2 separate regions of the Zea mays genome follow, and region 2 is linked to region 1. A link is a contact called in public Hi-C data. All regions are on one chromosome and are shown on one strand. The core of a region is the stretch at or near the end of the contact, and the rest is flanking DNA. Distances in the headings are between cores, read along the strand shown.

What was found. A called contact is a pair of places that touch in the nucleus more often than the background predicts.
Region 2: a Hi-C map of endosperm shows a contact between it and region 1, with 2.0 times the contacts expected there. The contact joins the enhancer-like site here to the promoter of LOC100384051 in region 1. A contact is called at or near these places in 5 of 25 Hi-C or Micro-C datasets (bundle sheath, ear, endosperm and 2 more).

Annotation. Positions count from the first base shown.
Region 1 is chr1:7,505,585-7,508,509 of Zm-B73-REFERENCE-NAM-5.0, reverse strand. It overlaps LOC100384051, which reads right to left and starts at 1,386. Exons shown (of 4, transcript NM_001176655.1): 1 at 669-1,386. The coding sequence starts at 1,335.
Region 2 is chr1:7,905,087-7,908,011 of Zm-B73-REFERENCE-NAM-5.0, reverse strand. No RefSeq gene overlaps it. Among protein-coding and RNA genes, the nearest start is that of LOC115032970, 5.3 kb to the left of the region's middle. Within about 2 kb of position 1,536, at least 20 of the 20 cell types and tissues checked have an H3K27ac peak or open chromatin away from gene starts, as enhancers often do. A contact at or near this core is called in bundle sheath, ear, endosperm and 2 more, where this site is marked.

The DNA.
Region 1 (2,925 bases), core at 137-2,636:
TTGTGAGCGGTCCTGTGCTAATAGCATGTTCATTAGGGTTCAGACACGGAGTCAGACAATTCGCACGGTGATAGCAACGTATAACAGATTATGAATGAAAAGTTGATCTCTTAGGACGAATATGAGCTGTGGTTTCTTGAATAATTCAAATCGGTGGACTTGTCCTAGCGCGCAGGATGAACCGATAGCGACTTGTCTAAACGCTCCACCACACCGTCCAAGATGGTGGTCTCACTCACCAAGTCTCTGAACAACTGGAGCATCCATGGGGCAACAAACTTGTCAAGCTCACCAAGTCGTCAATAACAGATCTTTCTTTCTTTCTTTTTTAAAAAAAAAAGAGTCTCCAGTCTCCACCCAACCCAAGGGAACCATCGTTGAGTCCAATTGTCTACACAATAGTGGTATGCCATTTGAGACCTGCATTTGATTTGGGCATTTAGCAGACCTATGTCACATAAGAGGAATCTAACAGCTCATCCATATGCTTCCCAGTCTGATATCAAGTCATCTTTCTTCTGTAACTAGAAAAAAAAATCCACCACTTCTATGTCTCGTAGTACGTCCTAAGCAGAGCTACAAGCATTATTCACTCCATCGTCCTCACAATTCACAACTAGGTATGGATTGCGGCGTAAGAAGAGGAAGAGGAAGAGGAAGACGCTTACCAGGGAGGGGGACATCCAGGATCTGCCCCTGCTGCAGGCTGGTCTTGGGGTCGGTGATCTTATTCACACTCAGCAGCGTGGTCTCGGTGACCCCGAACCTGGCGGCGATGCCGGGCGGGTCGTCCCCCTTGGCGACGCTGTAGGCGAAGTGCATGACGTCGGCGCCGTCCACCTGGTCGCAGGTGCAGGGCAGCGGGATCCTGAGCTTCTGCCCGACGACGATGAGGTTGACGTTGGTGATGTTGTTGGCGGTGGCGATCTCCTGGTAGGTGACGAAGCCGCCGAACACCTCCCGCGCGATGTGGTCCAGCCCGTCCAGCGGGTACACCACGTAGAAGGGTCCCCCGTCCGACTGCCCCACGCCGTTGCTCCCGCACCGGCACCGGAACGGCACGCGCACCGTGGCCTTGGCCGCCAGCGGCGTCGAGGCCGGCGTCGTGGCGGGGAGGCCGTTGGCGCCCAGCAGCTCCGCCAGCGTCGTGGTGGCGTTGAACCGCGCCACCAGCTCCCCGTACGTGGTCGCGTTGGGCACCGCGTACCCGATCGCCGACTGGCACGTTTTGCCCACTGTGGCGCAGGTGAAGTTGGCGGCCGAGGCCGGCGCCGCGAGCAGGAGGGCGAGCAGCAGCGCGGCCAAGGAGGCCACGCGGGCGGCGAACGGCGACATGCTAGTGCCTCTGCTCTGCCTGCGCCGCGGCGAGGGAAAAAAGAGGGCTTGGGAGGGAGGTTTGAGTGCTTGTTTGACGGGACGGGACGCGAATGGGCTTAAATGCTCGCAGTGTGGACCCCCTCCGTATGAATGAAAAATGGAGGGACTGCAAAAAAATCATTCATGTGGAGCCCCGGCAGGGAAAATGCGACGAGTTTGTGGTGGATCGAGTGGCCTAGTCGCACTAGTTCCGGGTTCTGATGGGTGTGTATCTATCGGTGATGGCCTGGCCCTGGCCTGGGGCGTCGACCGGCGACCCGGACAGGTTGGCTAGACCTTGGACGCGAGGAAAATGGCCAGAGTTTCCAACGACCCGAGGTGGACTTGTAGACATCACGCGGACGCGCACTGAGCTCAAGCGCGTTCGTTCGTGCTGTGGAAAGCTTTGCCCAGACCACACTGCCTTCAGACCAAGTTGCAAGCACATAGGGGGACAGGGGCAACACACACAACCACGGGCGCCGTTTGATTATTGCATCCACCCAGTTCCCAAGCAAAATATATATATATCCCAGCCAGAGGAAAGGAATGCGTAGCAAAGAATGAGCCAACCAATGAACGCAGGAACGGGGTTCCGTCAACTTCCTACAAAGAATGCTGTTCCCTTACAGGCAAAATCTGGAGCCTATATAGACAGAAAAATCCGTCTGTGCTGGCAGGCCTAATTCACTCAGTCCAGAGGAGAAGGGGGCATGCCCGGCGGAGCGTCCTTCGGCGGCGGCGCGGAGCTGAAGTCGATGGCCGGGAACACGCCGGGTGGCCTCTCCACGGGCTGTATGGACAGCAGCTGCGTCGAGTCTCCGACGACATCGGCCCATCCGTAATGGGGCTCCGCCCTGGTTCAAATGTTTGCAGTCCGGTGACAGTGAGATTCAGAAGCGATTTTAGCGTCGAGGAGACGTTTCAGGGAATCGATCGCCGGAACAGAAAGTCTTACTCGTAGTATGTCTCCTCGTCGACTACCAAGTCCCACCTCTCGCCGGTTGTGCTCTTTCCATACTTGTGGACTTTTCTGAAATCCAGACAGAGATATATGGTTTAGTTTTGAAGTAGCAGAATTAGCGACAGAATAGTCGACTCCAAAACGATTTACTACTAGTATCAATATGTAAGATAAAATCATTTGCATGATGATGCCGGGAAAATTCTGCACTCCGGCCATGTTTGCTTACCCTCTAGATTATATAATACAGCTTAAATAAGTTGAGAGGTAAACAAACAACACAGATTATTCGGTGGATTATGTAATCTAGATACCTTAGATTATGATAATCTATAAGCAGGTCAATCGGTGCTTATATAATCCATAAGCTGGATTATATAATCCTAGAAGGAAACAAACAGGGACTAAAATACACCGATAAGATGTTTGAAAAGTCTGCAGTCTAAATACAGCCCAGGTTCCAGTCAAATAATACGTGCTGTGCTACACCAGAACATTATTATGTCACGTACCCGTTACCAAAGTGTTCTTCTCCCCAGGTTCTTGACCAACCTGAAAGTTTCAACACGAGCGAAGTTATCAGCCTACATATTATTCCAAGCAAA
Region 2 (2,925 bases), core at 287-2,786, 400 kb before region 1:
CCATTTGCGATGGCGCAAAGAGCTTCGGGAAGAACCTAGATCCTGCCTTTCAGGAGGGACCCTGACCGCGGGGAGGAAGAATCTTAGGGTTGCCTTGGGATCGACAGGCCATCCAAAGGGTCTCTAGACGACATAGAGTTAAAGAGAGGAGAAGATCGAAGTTGGGAAACTATAACTAGGGCTAAACTATGGCTAGAACTACTCCTAAGGCTAATGCATAAGATAAATGAGATAAAAGTGATTTGTAGATCCATTGTTGGTTTCTTGAATCGGTCGTACCCTTTCAAATATATATAGTAGGTTCGGACCCATTACTAAGCAAAATCAAACAGTTTCTCGCGAGTTATTAGGATAACCCCACAAAAGATAAGAACTCTAGCCTAAATTAATCTATTTACGGATCGTCTCGGGTAACACGTCGGACCATCCGAGCGTGGACCGTCTAGGATAAGGCTGAACCGACCGTCTAGGTGCCAAATCTGATGATCAATATATGTTGATATCGTGAGGTACAATGTTTGAGTCTACTTTACTCTTGGGGTCATATTCACACATGCATGGACTCATATGATATCTCGTGGGTACAAATTATTTGTGTATGTCCTGGAGCGCACGTACTGCCTTGATCGCCGAAGACGAAACATCGAAAATTAAAGTTTGTCCATGTTCACGTGTTTGCATCGGCTTTTATAACCAACTACTGTGCGTGATTAGTGGCTAGTGGCTACAGTGCGCATCTAGCTAGTCCCTGGACCTGTGGACGACAAACATGGGACTACTCTACTTTCTCGGCAGCGAGGCGGCCAAGAAAGGCATCCGGCACTGTGCGTGGGCGCCTCGTTACTGCAGGATGGATGGATGGGTCTATGTACAGTGCGGCGGGGCGTGCGTCTTCAATTGGCGCCGCGCCGGCCGGAGCCGGAGCCGGAGCCGGGCGGACGGACGGACGACGAACGCGAACAAACAGCTGCCTAGTAGCGAGACAAAAAAGAGACAAGGCGACGGCAGGTGGCTGCACCGCCAGGCAGGCGAGCACACGGTGCCCGGTGCACATGCAGGCAGACGCAGGGAGAGGGTCCTCCGGTCCTCCCCTCACCTCGCGGTTGCAGGCCGGGCGCGGCCAAGTTTAATGCGAGGCCGGCCGCGGGAATCTCGTCCTGCCACGCACCGGCCGCTCTGGGCTGGGCGCCTGGGCCCGGCGAGGCGTCCTCCGCTCCGCTCCTCCCGCGCGCGGCGTTAATGCATGCGGCGTGCCTGCCCGGCCGGTCGCGCCACCGTCCCATGCCGTCGTACGCGCGCCGGTCGTCCCCCAGCCCTGTCCCTGCTGTGATTAGCCGGCGGTGCTGCGGCTTGCGTGGTCGAAGACCAACCAGACCCAACCGCCCAAGGCGAGCTGCTGCACGGCTCACGACAGTGGCCAGATCTGATGTGATTGTGATGCCTTCTTGTTTTTTTTTTTGAGCAAAGCCAACCTCCTGGACCGCGCACGGCCCAGTTTATTTCCATAGGTTAGTGTTGTTTGTTTGGGGCCTGCCCAAACTTGGCGATGAGTCTTGGGCCTATGTAGCATTGGACAGATGCAAGGCCCACGCTGAGTGTGTTGTGTTGTGTGGTTTATATTTTATTTTCTGTTTTTAAATTTTTTATTCCAAAAATAAATCGCTGCCAGTTACCTTTTGACTTGGCATTTTTTCTTAAAACCGCCAACTGTTGTCGGCGATTTTAGTTGCGCCAGCTGAATTATCAATGTCATTTTTACCCATGTTCATTAGCTTAGTTGAATTGCTGAACATGTCTTTGTGTTATAAACTTGCTTTAAGACCGTGTCCAACAGTCTATCCATAGTTTACGTAAAACACTATTTTGTACTGTTTGTACACTGTTCGCAGAGTGAAGTTTTATATGTGTATGAGTATGGATAAGCTGCTGGAGATAATTTAAAAGCTTACTCTAGTCTCCTCAACTGTCGACTTCAAACAAAATAGAATCATAAAAAGTATTAATACTTATTATACTGTACGCATCTAATCATATTTGGGAACGTTGCGCTGCGTGTGGCTTCTTATCGTGTTGGACTTGAGTGATTTCTCATGGCCTATCTGTGGTTTAAGAGCCCATTGGGCCCATTGTTTGGCGAAAAGTGGGAGAGAGAGGAATATATCTATACACTTCACACGTGATGCACGACGTACGACACATAAAACTTGTGTTTTAAAGGAGTAGAGACGTGACACACGACACATGAAATTGATGTTGTGAAAGAGTATATAATAAATTTCTAAAATATTATGAAGTCATCTAATTTTAAAACTGATCATAAAAAGTATTAATACTTATTATACTAAACGAATCTAATCATATTTCGAGAAAGATATTTGTACTATATATGTTTAGAGTCATACATGTTATTTTTATACATCTAACTAAATTTAAGATAGTTTAACTTTCACTAGATTTAAAACCGTATTCTTTTTAGTATTAATTATATAATGTTACTTAGCCTTTACAAAATTAGACGTTCAACTTATTTTGATGTCATATAGTGGTATGAAAATAAATTAATTTCTATTTTTTAAATTGAAGTGATATATTTCTAATTAACTACTTTTAGCGGAGAACTAGAAATAAAGCTATCTCCAGCAGCTTATGCATCTCCATATCTATATTCAAACTCTACTCTGCGAACACTCTTGCTGTGTTCTAAAGGACTTCCCTTCTTTGGTATCTTCTCCTCATCTGACTTCTTCGGTTCATCAATTGTCATGGCTTCCATGCCATTATCCGAAGTCATCTCCGGTGTGCCTCTGTCATAGATGCGGGTGTTGAAGTGTCCCTAGAATCTTTTCCCGAAGGCAAAGGAGTACTTAGGCTTGTATCTTCAGTTGACGCAGGCACAATTGCCTTATGCGAATCAGCTTCTTCCGG